2 separate regions of the Anas platyrhynchos genome follow, and region 1 is linked to region 2. A link is a contact called in public Hi-C data. All regions are on one chromosome and are shown on one strand. The core of a region is the stretch at or near the end of the contact, and the rest is flanking DNA. Distances in the headings are between cores, read along the strand shown.

The links. Hi-C and Micro-C count contacts between places; a contact is called where the count stands out from the background.
Region 1: a contact with region 2 is called in a Hi-C map of subcutaneous adipose tissue, with 4 times the contacts expected there. The contact joins the promoter of CHSY1 here to the promoter of LRRK1 in region 2. A contact is called at or near these places in 2 of 8 Hi-C or Micro-C datasets (skeletal muscle and subcutaneous adipose tissue).

Annotation. Positions count from the first base shown.
Region 1 is chr11:22,056,488-22,062,729 of IASCAAS_PekinDuck_T2T, forward strand. It overlaps CHSY1 (chondroitin sulfate synthase 1), which reads right to left and starts at 1,983. Exons shown (of 3, transcript XM_038184984.2): 1 at 1,457-1,983. The coding sequence starts at 1,755.
Region 2 is chr11:21,915,557-21,922,340 of IASCAAS_PekinDuck_T2T, forward strand. LRRK1 (leucine rich repeat kinase 1) reads left to right here and starts at 3,908. Exons shown (of 34, transcript XM_038184842.2): 1 at 3,908-4,048. ALDH1A3 (aldehyde dehydrogenase 1 family member A3) reads left to right here. Exons shown (of 13, transcript XM_005011090.6): 13 at 1-807.

The sequences.
Region 1 (6,242 bases), core at 733-3,232, 140 kb after region 2:
CCGACCCGCCAAGCTGCATCTTTAACTGTTTTATTCGTGCACAGACGCTGCAGATCTGGCTCCGAGCTCTCCTGCAAGCACAGGCAAATCCAGGTGGGAGAGCCCTTCCCGCACCAGCACGGGAAAACATCCAGGACTAACACCCGTCTCCGGACAATGCCGCGATCACCGTCCTTTTGGGGATTCCTGCCCCAAAATCGGGTGGCTGCTAGACCGCTGGCTCTGCCACAGGACCTGGTAGGGGATGTCCCAGCGTGACTCCAGCCTTCCCCGATGTAAATGGGCATCGCAGGGCTCCTCGTGGGATTTGCAATCCAAAGCGCTCCATCCCACACGGGGAAGAAAAAGACAGAACCCTGAAGAAACGCATTCCTTCACCCCTTTCAAAGGATCCGTCACACGCCCTCTGTAACTTAATTACGGGTCTGCTGCCGAAAGAAGGCATTAAGTCTCCATTACGGCCCTCTTTGGTGCACAATACGCTGCGGATTGCCCAAATTAAGCAATTTGGCGGAGTTTTGGTGCTGATACCAAGAGCTGCCCCTTCCCAGGAGGAGACAGCCCCCGTCCATCGCGCCCTGCCCGGCCAGCGGGGCCACGCGTTGCCCAGCGGGGCAGGGAGGCGATGGAGAAACCTTTCCTCCAGCACAGGCACCGAGGGGATGTTTTAGGAGGCCAAGACCCACCCCGCAGCCCCTGTGGCCTGCTCGGAGCCGGGCTGACATTTTCAGCTCCCAACTCCTCCGGCCTCCCGGAGCGAGGGGCGTTATTTCGGCAGGGCCACGTCTCCGGCACGCCAGGCGCTGAGGCTGAGGGCTGAAGCCCCGTCCCTACACCATCACCTCCATCACCGGGGTCTGAGGCACACCGTCCAGGGCACAAATCATTCCCTAACCCCAGCACGGCCACCAGGAGAGGGTTCCTGAGCCGGCTCCACCTGGCACAGCTGCGAGCGGAGGCAGCGAGCGGCTTCCCCCTTTGTTCCCAGGCGCAGTTTGCTGGGGCTCCATCTCCTCGCCTGGACGCGGGGTTGTGGGGGGATTTTTTATCCAGCTCCCTATCCGGCAGCCCCCAAACTTTTATTTTTGAGCCTGTTATGTATTATTGTGGCTGGTTTCGGAATGGGAGATTGCTGCCTTCGGGAGGGAAGAAGCAATAGGTCTTTTTGGGAAGGGCAGCCGGCCTTGTGTGCGCTTCCACAGCTCCCCATTTGGGAAGGGGAGGGCGGCAGCTCTTTGCCCGTGCCGGGCACAGCGAGGCGAGGGTTTGGCCATCCCCAAACCCCTCAGCGACCACCACCACGGTCCCCCGAGACCAAAAACGGAGCCACCCCTCAACAACACGCCTGTCCGTCCATCCATCCTCAGTGCGCCCCATCCCAAGGTGGTGATGGCGGTGGGGGGGGGGGGGGAGCCCCTTTTCCCAAAACCTCCCCCACTTCGTCCCCTCTCCTCACCGGTGGGCAGCCACGGCGCGGCTCCTCAGGTACTTCTGCGCCGTCATCACCCCCACGAAGAGAAAGCTCCGAGCCTGCGGGCCGGGGCGGCGAGGCTGGGAGGCGGCAGCGACGGCGGCGGCGGCGGCAGCGGCGAGGGGAGGGGGCGGCGGGCGGCAGCCCAGCGGGCGGGCACGGCGGGGCCGAGCCGCCGCAGCCAGCTCGGAGGCTCGGGGCAGGACGAGCCGAGAGGCGAGCACGAAGCCCAGCACCAGCCCCAAGAGGACGCTGAGCCAGGCGCGGCGGCCGCGGCCCGCCATGCCCCCACAGCCCGGCTCCAAGCGACCCCGGAGCCGAGCGTGGTGGTGGTGGGGGGGGGGGCGGCTCTCCTCACAGCCCCTCCGCCACCACAGCCTCCACCGCCTCCTCCTCCTCCTCCTCCTCGGCCACCGCCGCCGCCGCCAGCCGCGCCGAGTCGCCCAGCGCCGCCATGGGGGGAAGGGGAAGGGACGGGAAGCGGAGGGAAGGGGGCGCCCGCCTCCCCTCCATCATCCCCTCCCCTCCCGGCCCCGGTCCTGCCCCTCGGCACAGGCGCCGTGTGCGGCCCCGCGGCCGCTGGCTCCGCCCGGGGTGGAGGGGGGACGCCCGCAGCCAGCCCCCCCCCTCCCGCTGAGGGGATGGGGGAGGGAAAGGGGGGAGCGGAGACCCCCGGGGTGGGGGCTGTGGGGGCACCAAGGAATGGGTAGTGGGGATTTGGGGGGTTTTGGGTGTGGGGTGGGAGCTGTGAGGTAAAAGAGAAGGATGGGACCCCGGGGGGTGCGGAGAACCCGGGGGTGAGGAGCTGTAGGGGCAGCAAGGGGTGGGCTGTGGGGATTTGGGGGGTTTTTGGGGTGTGGGGTGGGAGTTGTGAGGTAAAAGGGAGGAATGGGAACCTAGAGGGTGAGCAGCCCCGAGATACAAGGAGCTCCGGGTGCAGCAAGGGTTGGGTTGTGGGGATTTGGGGGGGTTTTGGGGTTTTTTTGGGGTGTGGGGTGGGAGTTGTGAGGTAAAAGACAGGGATGGGAAGCTGGGGGGTGCAGAGACCCCGGGGTGGGGGGGCTGTGGGGATTTGGGGGGGGGTTCGGGGGGTTTTTGGGTGTGGGGTGGGAGCTGGGAGGTAAAAGAGAGAGATGGGAAGCTGGGGGGTGTGGAGACCCCGGGATGTGAGGAGCCCCGGGGGCAGTAGGGGATGGGTTGTGGGGATTTGGGTTTTTTTTGGTTGTGGGGTGGGAGCTGTGAGGTAAAAGAGAAGAATGGGACCCCAGGGAGTGCTGTGGCTGAGGTGGCACTGTGGGTGCTCAGGGAGGGGAGTGCTGGGGCTGACACTTCAGCAGGACAGCCAGGGACAGGAATGCTCCATTGCCCCTTCTGCACCCTGATGGATTGAGCACAGGTAGCTCGTTATCCCCACACCACAAAACACCCCTGGGACACAGCCACGCGGCCCCGTCCCACAGCCAGGCCCTTGGTGTCGTCCCCTGGCCGTGTGTGGGGCCCCAGCCCTGGCTTCACCCTGTGCCATGTTGTTCATCTGCCTGGGAAGAGAAGGCCGGGGCAGTTCTCTTTTCCCACCTTGCTAATTAAAGCTAGCAGAAATAGGTCAGGCTGTTTCCATCCTAAGGCCGTAAGGACTGCTCGGCAGAGGGAAGGCAGGGTGAAGTGCTTCTCTTTAATCTGGCTGCACTAACTCCCCACGTGCGTTTCATCTGCAGAGTGCTTCGGCTTCAAACAGCCCCAAACCCTTGACATTTTCAAGCAAAAAAAGCCTGCAGTCTTCGCAGAACAAACGCAGCTGGCCCAGCCCACTGACCATCCACTTATCGGCGTGGTTCCTTCCACTTCCCCTGCAGTTCTGCATCTCCCGTTGCCAGCCTTTCCCTTTGCATCTTTTACCATTTCTTTATGTCATGGTCTCATCCATGGCAAGCTCAGAAAGTCTGTTATTGAGCAAGGGCCGTTGTGAAAGAAACCACTGTGCCAGCCTTCAGTGACACCAAGCTGGGCACATACGGTGGATTTTTACAATCTTCCTATAGCGTGTCACATTTCTGGGAAGCGTCAGGTAATACTGCAATCCGATGGTTTAATAAATGCTGATGTGTCTTGAAAAAAAACGCTTCTGCATGGTTTTATTGGCGCTCTGACGTCGCAAGGCTGATACTGAGGTCAGCACCGATGAACTCTGGCGATGTCAGGAGCAATGAATTACCTGAGTGCCATGACAATTGATGGCGTTAAACAAAAATAAAACAGAAATAGAAGCGGAGAAGAAATGCAAGCAAGCAAACAGAAAGGAGCAGGAGGTCTCCTTTCGGTTGCCAACAGGCAGAGCGCAGCAGGATCGCGTGAGATGTACGTTTATAGGAAGAGGAAGAAACAGACAAGAACTAAAAGGCAGAAGGCAGGGAGAGTGAAAAAAGGGCCAGACAGGAAGAGACGGGAGGCAGAGAAAAACTGGGGAAGGAGAGGAGGAGAAGCACTGCCTGGCGAACACCAGCCCAAAGGCAGGAGGGGTTTCTGAGGCTGACACGGTTTGCCTTCCAGAGTCGCAGAACGCGGGGAAAGGGTTAAAAATGCAGCACTAGCCTGGGTGCAGCAAACCTTTGCAGTTTCCCACCAGTCCTGCATTGCTGCCAGGCAGATAAGAGTGGTGAAGATCCCCCAGAAGGGCTCCTCAAAGGCTCGTCAAGCATCCTCGTGCCACTTGGAGCAGGGCTGCGCTGCCACCACTGCCACCGGCACAGAGCCCCGCGGGCTGGGGCTTGCCGGGAGCTTTGCTTTTGCTCCGACAAAGCCAGCACAGAGTTGTTCACCTGGAAACTTCATTTTGGGATCAGGGAGTGGGACCCAGCATCCACCTCAGTCCATTTCTGTTAAAATGATCCCAAACGAGTTATACCACGAAACCCCTTTGTGCTGGGCAGTGCTTCCCTTGCACAGGGGGAAATCCCCAAATCCCCACTCTGTCCCCACTACTGCAATCCCCTTCTGCCTCTCAGGATTATTGTTATTTCTGCTGTTTCCCTGATCCCTTTCCCCTCAGCCTGTGCCACTCCGGCTCCTTTACTTTCAAAAGCTTTTTTTGGTGAGGGGCCTCCCCAAACGCTGCTCCTCCCCTCTCCCCAAATAAGCCCGAATATCGGGTCCTAAAACTCAGCAAGCCGACAGATGTTGAAACTAAACTAAGGAGGCCTTTCCTCCTTTCCAAAAGAAGATGTGGCAAGTCCGTGAGCAGGAACAGGCTCACTCTCAACGTGCTCCAAATCAGCAGGAAAAATCTCCTGATTCAAGGGAAAGACACTGTGGCCTGCGAATTACAGGAAAAGGCAGAGCTGGTGTGGTTAAAAGGCCATAAAAAAAAAAAAAAAAAAAGAAGGGTTGGGGCTGAGGAGCTGTCAGCTGGCTCCTTCCCATGAAGAAAAAGAAGTTAGTCATCAGAACTGAAAGCTCCAGGCGACTTCAGCACACATGGAAACGATGAGGCGCGGGAGCTCGCAGAACCCAGGGGCCACACGGTGTTGGGAGCAGGCAGGGCAGTGTCGGGGACCCGGCTTTGTCCTCGCTGTTCTCCAGCTCCAGGACACTGCTGCACGTCCTGCAGCAGCCTGACACCAAGCCTGGCTCGCACGGCCTTGCAGGGTTTCAGTTCTCTGCTGTCCTGGGGTTTGTTTCGGTGTTTTCCCACCTCCCAGCCCCACAGCCTGCAGGGGGGAGCAAGCCCACATGTCCCACTGCCAGCCAAAGGGCTGAGATGCCCAGCAGGACGGAGATCAGGCAGGAGGTGAACCTAATTTTTTAGGTTTAGCAAGGGGACACCCCGCTAGGATCCTGTGCTGGGCTTTGTACTGCCAGGGCTTGGTGAATGCTTCGCCCAGGGACTTAGAGGATGCTGCAGTGAAACACGGTCACAGCACAAACCCATCAAAAAAGCCACAGTTCCTCGTGGCACAGAGCAGCCCTGGACACCCCAATGTCCTTCCAGGCAGCGCCCAGCCACGCAGGCTTCCCCAGGCACAGCTACGGTGCCTCACCTGATCTCATTGGTTTTTAAATGATTTTTATGCCAAACTCAAGTTCAAAAGCAGCAGATGTACGAATGCCCCTTTCACTGCTCCTGCCCCCTCCCCTGTCCTTGCACAGGGCAGCTGCTGTTTCCATTATAGGGTTAAAAAAAGAAAAAAAGGCAAATTCAGGGAAAACTTGAACACAGGTTAGCTCCTCCAACACAAGTAAAACCCTGCTCTGACCCTTGGTGGCCTAGAGTAAGCTTTAAGTCTGTTTGGCCCAGAAAGGTCATACCTCAATCATATTTAAGTGCCTTCCTCTATTAATACAGCATTTATTTTCAATGATTACTTGATGCTATATATATTCTTGCTGCTATAAATTAAAAGACAAGGTATTTTTCTCATATAACTGTGTACAAGCATAAGCAGGCATACTTTTATAAAGCATTTTCTATTCTGCATGCAGTTCGTGGGATTGCTTGAGGACATTTCTCGAGGACTCTCAGAAGCCTGAGGATGCTCGCTGTGTGTGTCCCACTCGAGATTAGCACGTGGACCGGCTGGGGGGAGCATCCTCATCAGACCCCAGCAGGTTAGATACACATTCAGACTACCAAACCAGCAATCCTCTTTTTTACATGAAGAAGTACCACTTTGCAACCACTTTTTCCCATCAGTTTTGATCTCTGGTATATCCACAATAACGACCCCACTCACAGGATGTGCCTCCTACCCTATTACCATCCTCACCATATTTTAAA
Region 2 (6,784 bases), core at 2,658-5,157:
AAAGTTTGCATGAGCCTAAACTTCCTTATTAGTTGTTGAACATTGAAATTGCACTTCAACACTGCTTAATTTCTTAAATGACATACCTCCAACAGCTGTGTACAACTAAGTGCCTGTCCTCCCATGGATATGTGGGACAGGTAAATCTCCCCATCCAGTGAAGAAAATGTCCTCCCTACCCCATGAAAGGCCAAATGGGAACATTGTAAATAAGCTTCTATTTTTGTAATACACTTAAAGCGCAAACATCTTCTCAGACAAATATTTTACTTTTGCCTACTTGACGGTTTTCTAGGGCTGCAGTCAGACAGTAGGGAGGTAAGGCAAACAGTAAAAGGCTGGTTATCTTGATATATCTCTGTATTCACTTTTGATAAACAGTGGTTTTAACTGAAATCATCTGAAAATCTTAAAATCCTAGTATTCTGGCTTTATATGTATAATATATATTTCAACACTTTTTTTTTTCCCTTATCAAGTTTTTAAAAAGTTGATGTATCTCTTATTGTATAAATCAGGGTTTGACTCTACACACTGAATTTTCTAAGTTATATAACATTAGACACTAACTTTAAAATAACCCCTTAGAGGGTATATATTCTTTCATTGCACAGTAAGGCTTTCATATGAAATACTACTTTTTTTTTTTAAAGAACTATATTTATAAATTAGGATACAGTTAACCTAATGTATTTTTATAGCTAAAGGTACATGAAAATGCTATGTTTAAACCTCTTGTATATATCTAGACTATGGGTATCTTTTTGTAATAGTTCTTGTTCCTAATAAATGTTTAACTTTGTGAAATGCTTTTTGAATGCTACATATTGGTATGCCTCAAAGTGAGATGGGGAAGTGGGAAACTTCTGCTGAGTGTACTCATTGTAACAGAGGAGTAATTAATACTTTATTTACACTGATTAGTGTGCCTTGAGATAATTCCAGCCCCTCTACTGCACACGTTAAGACCTTTTCCATCAGTGTGTAGCTTCCACTCAACCCAGTCCTCCTGCTACCATTTCTTATTTCACTCTGAATTTGGCCCATTGTGTTAGTAAAAGTGATCACTGGAAAGAGTTAAGGTTTCGTGCTTCTGAAACAAAATGGCCCTGTATTGCTCTAGTTACAGCGGGCTCTTCCTCGAACAGCCTGGTGTCTGTTTCCCTCGATTCAGTGACCCAGCAGTATTCCCCAAACAGAAACGTGCATGGGGCTCACAAGAGGCAACGTAATTTCAAGGTATCTTTATTTCAAGGTACCTTTTACACTCAGCAGGACTGAATGTAGAGTGTGTGTTGGCATTTCTGTATGTGGGGATTCAGTATCTCACTGGGGGACTCTGAAGGAATCTTAGGTTGGATTCATTTCTGCAATCTGTGAAGAATAGCCTGTTTTAAAAAGGGCAAGGGAAGTGAAGTGCTGAAGTGTGGTCAGTGCTCTACAAATAAAAGCCAGATCGTGTGTCTGTTAGCTTACCCTTTAAGCAGTCGCTTTTGCCACTTACAGGGAGTAGAGCAAGGAAGGAGAACAGGGCTGCAGCGGGCAGGGGCAAGCACAGCTCCTTCCAGTTTAGAGCAGGATGGATCCTTTCTGCCTTCTGAGGTGAGCCTCAAAACAGAGAATTTGAAGGGACTGTGGACCATGCTGCTGGATGGGATGTCCTGCCCTGGGCTGGTTGCTTCCTAAATCCCTTTGTGACACAGTCATCACTAGTAAGACTCTGCTCCACACCTTCCCTTTCCTGTCTTATTTCTTTCATCTGCAGTGTGGCCAGAGCAAGAAAATGCCACTGTCTTTAACTCTCTTCACATCTAATACGCGTGTGATAAAAGACAAATACCTGTCATCTCCCTGCACAGGGCAAGCCAAGCCCCTTGAATTTTCCACTTGGTAACAGCACTGCTCAGGAACTTTGTGACCAAACATTAGAAAGGAGAAGACTGGAGATACAAATTATTGTAATATAATCAATGGAGACGTAGGCCAGGAAGAGGGGGAAAAGATATGCTGGAAAAAAATGGAGAAATTCTTGCTAGGGGAATTTATAGTCTCAATCAAAATAAAAGGAAAAATGTGATTTCAGTGGGTTTTTAAGCAATGGTACTAAAAAAAAAAAAAAAAAAAAAAGTTTTTTAAAAGCTCTGGATAAGAGCCAGGCTGCGAGGCATAAAAGACAGCAGACTGGATAGAAAGTGGAAAGGGTGCTAAACAGATAGCACTCGTGGTTGCAGCTAAAGCAGATTAGTGGACACCTGAACAGAGGTAGGAGCACCAGTGAAGACCCATCCTCTCTGTGTCTCCATGAGCATAGCAAAGAAGCACCGTAGAGCAAGTCTCAGACTGCAGCAGCCATTCAGCGCATGGATGTGGCTTTTTCCCTCCTCAGGAAATCATCAGAGACCCATTTCTTGGTTTGGGCCAGGGAAAAAACAAACAAACAAACAAACAAAACACACACAAAAATCTTTGTACATAATTTAAGGAATCATAATGAATAACAAAACAGAAGTCATGCAGAAATGGTGTTCTCTTAGTAGGTCCAGTGGGTAGGGAAAATAAAGTCGTAGTAGTACCAGGTTTTATAAAAGTCACCTGGTATCAGGAAATTAATTGGGTTGTGATGGGGAAAGGACGTGTCCAACACCACCCTAGCTGGACTAACACCTTCGGCAGAAAGGGGGCGATCTTGCTTTGCTTTTCCTAAAAGGCGCAAACCCGCTCCACAATCTGGAAAAGGAGCAATTTGCACAGAAACAAATCTCAGATGAACTCTGCGTGGAGAAGAGTAAGACTTGTCAGAGTCACTGATAAGCACCAGCCTCGGGCAAAGGAGCTGAAAGTTGAGCAGTTTGTTCTTGTTTCTTACACCAACTTTGTGGATGGAGGATCTCAGGCTCAGTACGAGGCTGCTGAGGGAGTCTTTTGTTGGTGGGATGGCCTTGTTTTGGTGGCAGGATTGTGAGGGCCATGGTGCCTGAGTGAAACCTTTTGCTTTATTATGTATAAAATGAATATTAAAGTTAAAACTCCCTGAATATGATAATGAGATTAATAAAAGTACATAGTAAACATATGTGGTTATAGTACTCAGCTGTTCACCCAAATCATGCTAAATGCCACCCCAAGAAGGGAACAGATAAGGTTAGGATATAAAAGAGTTAGTGTAAAGAAAAAAAAAAAGATGGAAAAAAGTTGGGAGGAGAAAAAGAAAAGCTGGGGGGCGGAGGAGAAGGATTTGGAAACCTAGAAGAGGCAGTCAACGGGCTGTGCTCTTTCTCCTTCACCAAGAGAGGGACACCTTGGTAAACTCTGCACCTTTCAGCAAGGAGTAATACCTGGGATAGCATTTTGCTTGCACTGTTATCGTATATTAGCACTATTATATTTATCAGCAGCAATTCTGAAACTGTTCTGTCACTTTATTAAATATGATCAACTTTGTGAAACTGTGTCTCAGTGAAAGCCCTTGGCAGGGCTCTGAAACAGATAAATGTTGGCCTCTGGTAAATCCCCTTCAACGTGTCTCTGTATCGGCAAGGCCAAGCCTCCACCACGAAGCTACAGGACTCATCTCCAGCCTGGCAGCCGCGCTCTGGGCACAGTGGTGTGGTGGCAGCACTGACGAAGCCATCCAGATAACGTGGCTGAGAGACGGGGACTTCAGCTGCTTCACCTCAAGAATCCAATATTTCCTAAATAAATAAATTAATTAATTAAAAACAAGCAGCATGAGCCTGTGTAGATGTGCCCAGAGAGCGGAGGGAGCCCTCAGCAGCCCCTTCTACCCCGCGGGGACCCGGTGAGGACGGAGCCCCCTCACGGCATGGCGGAGGGCGCCGAAGCCCCGCGGGGCGCCGCCCGCGCCCTCACCGCGGCCTCCGGGGGCCGGTGGCGGAGGAGGCGCCGCCGCGCTGCTGCTGCCCCGCTCCTTTTCCTTCCTTCCTTCCTCCCTCCGCCTCCCGAGCCGCACAGCGAGGCGGGCGGCCGGCCGGAGGAGGAGAAGAAGGAGGAGGAGGAGGAGGAGAAGAGCCCCGGCAGGACGCAGGAGGTACGGCCGCCCCCGGCCCCCCGCCGCCCCGCACGCACCTGCCCCCGCCGCCGGGGCCGCGCTGAGGGGAAGGCGGCGAGGGGCTGGGAGAGGTGGAGGGGGGGCGCTGAGCACGCTGAGGGGGGCAGCTGGAGAGAAATAAAAGCGAAATAAAAGTTGGGAGCGAAGTTTTGGGGCGAGGGGGGGCGGCTTCTCCTCAGCAAGCGGCGGGCGGGAGGCTCTGCCCCGGGAAGGAGGGAGCCCGGCCGGGGCCGTGAGGGGCGGCTCGGCTCGGGGTGGCCGCGGGGGCTCCGCCGGGGCCGGGGAAAAGCCCCTCGGTGCTCTCGGCCCCTCCGTGTGGCCGCTAGGAAGAGGGGAGACCCGAAGGGAAACTGGGTGTGATTGCCGCTCCTGCTTCCTGCTGAGCTTTACACCCGGGTAGGGCGCAGGGTGGCTGGCTCTCGGTGCCTGCTTTGTGAAGGGGGCAGCAGCGATTTCACAGAATCACAGAATTTGCCGCTTTCCGCAGATTTTTCGTGTCGCCGAAAGGCCCTCAGCAGGTGACAGGTCTGAGCCACGCTCTGCTCCTCACCGGGCAGCCGCTGCTGCTTCCTGGGGAGCCTTCGCCCAGCCCTTTTGGGGGCACCCCGCTGGTGCTATCCGCCTCTTCAGACCCCATTGCCTTGTCCACCACAGCTCCGGGCCCTAAATGAGCTCTTCAGAAACATCAAAGTTTGTGGAGATTGCTTGTGGGTTGGGAAGTGATGCCAGGCACGGCTGGGTGTGCTGGGGCAGCACCTGAAAGCTGGCAGTAAGGGAGGCTCAGGAGAGATGCTGGGAGTACACGAGGCGGGATGTAAACCTGCACCCAGATCTGTTCTTCACCATCTCCCTCCTGAATGGGATTCTGCAGAGCCCGTAGGACTCAAGTAGTGCTGTTTTTCCAGTCACTCTCTCTCCCTAAATCAAATTAAGACCTGGTGTTTGCACGTGTTGCAGTTGAGTGCGTCTTGCTTGAGGTAACAGCACCACAGGGACGCTTTTAGTGTATACACAAAGATCCCAAAATAGGGAAATACAGGAGCCTGCACAGGGGCTGTGTGACACTAAGGCACTTAGAGCTGAAGCATTCACTAGTTAAAGGGAACTCACTATCACAGTTTCAGGAAAAATATAAGTTTTTTCCTTTCACTATGTACAAGGAAAGTTCCACCCCACGCAGTAATCCGGGTAGAGACTTAAAAATTGGGTGCGGGATGATTTTTCTCAAAGCTCTTCAGACATGGTGTGCCCCAGTAGTGCAGCAAGGAAACGCTTCAAAAACCAGCATCTGCTAAAAAGAGTTATTCTGTTGTTTTGTTGGTTTGTTTTTTTTTTTTTTTTGCATGGGGAAGTGTTTGTTCTGATGTAGCTGCTCAGCACGTTGATGGTGAGGGTGTCGGGAAGGCAGGGGCTCGGTGCTGCCAGCATCACATCCCCTTCGTTTTCAGAGGGAGCGACCAGGACAGCTTTTGGGAGGCACAGCAGCCTCCCCGACACCCCCACGTGTCTGCTGTGGTCTGTGGCAAGGATGGACGGACAGATGGACGGACGGACGCACTGGTGCTTGGCTGCTTGGCCATCTGTGGCCGCTTAGAGCTGCGGCCGTGCTGCCGCGAAGGAGGTGTTGGGCCGTGGGGGGGTGTGAAAGCGCTTGCCTGTAGCCTGCTCCACGCCTCTCAGTCCATGTCGTTATTTGCTCTGTGGCACCCAAATCATTTTTCCCGTCTCTGAAAAACACCCCAGAGCCAAACCGCAGGCTGTGGCTTCGCCCGCTGCCCAGCTTGCAGGATGTGCACGGCGCTCGGGCTGCGAGTTTTGGTTCCTGCTGCCGGCACCACGAAGTAGGGGTCATCAGAAGCTCAGTTTTGCTCTAAGTGCGCCTAAAACTCAAGTCTTTGCCTGGAAACAGTTGATGTAGCGTTCAGTCATTTTTAACGGTGTTGGCTCGCTGTTAAAACGCTGTGTGATGAGGGAGGAGCAGGCAGCAGCTTCCTGGGGAGTGGGGACGGATCCACGTGTCCCTGTGCGTCCCCTGGTCCTGATCCCAGCACAGGATGCCACCTCTGCTCACGGGGCAATGCGCCTGGGTCTTGCTTGCTGAAGCACGAGGTGGGCTGTGTGCTTTGCCACATTGGATCAAAACTTCAGCATCACATGCCGAGCATGAGAAAATCTAATCAGGATCAAAGGTAAAGGGCACTGAGTTACATCTGAGAGGCATTCACGGGCTGAAACTGAAAGCAGAAGGTGGAGGAGCGCTGGCGTTGGCTGGGCACATGCTGCAAACTCACCTGTAGTGGTGGAAGAGAGAAAACGTGCAGGTGTGCAGATTTGAAGAAGTCAGAGCCCTGGGAGACTGAGCTGTACAGTCTTCTTCCGAGCTCTTGTACAGCAGCAGCCAACCTCCGAGAGCTTGTAGGGGCTTAGTTTGCCTCCCTGGACATGTTTGAAGAAGCCTGCTGCTCCGAGAGCACTGGACTTCTCTAGGACTGGGCAGAGAGGAAAGAAGCTGGTGTGCTTCTCTTAGCTCTGTTTATTCTATAGAGAATGGGCTCAGAAACCACGTCACTATTTTTCAGTTTCTCACGGTGGAGTTGCACAAGAGCCACAGTCTTCTTTGCGGATGGGAAAGGTTTTGAGGTTGCATTTAGGATTTTTCCAGCTGCGTTTCGTCGTTTCAATGCTCTGCCTTTACACTAGCTTGTGGAGAGTCTG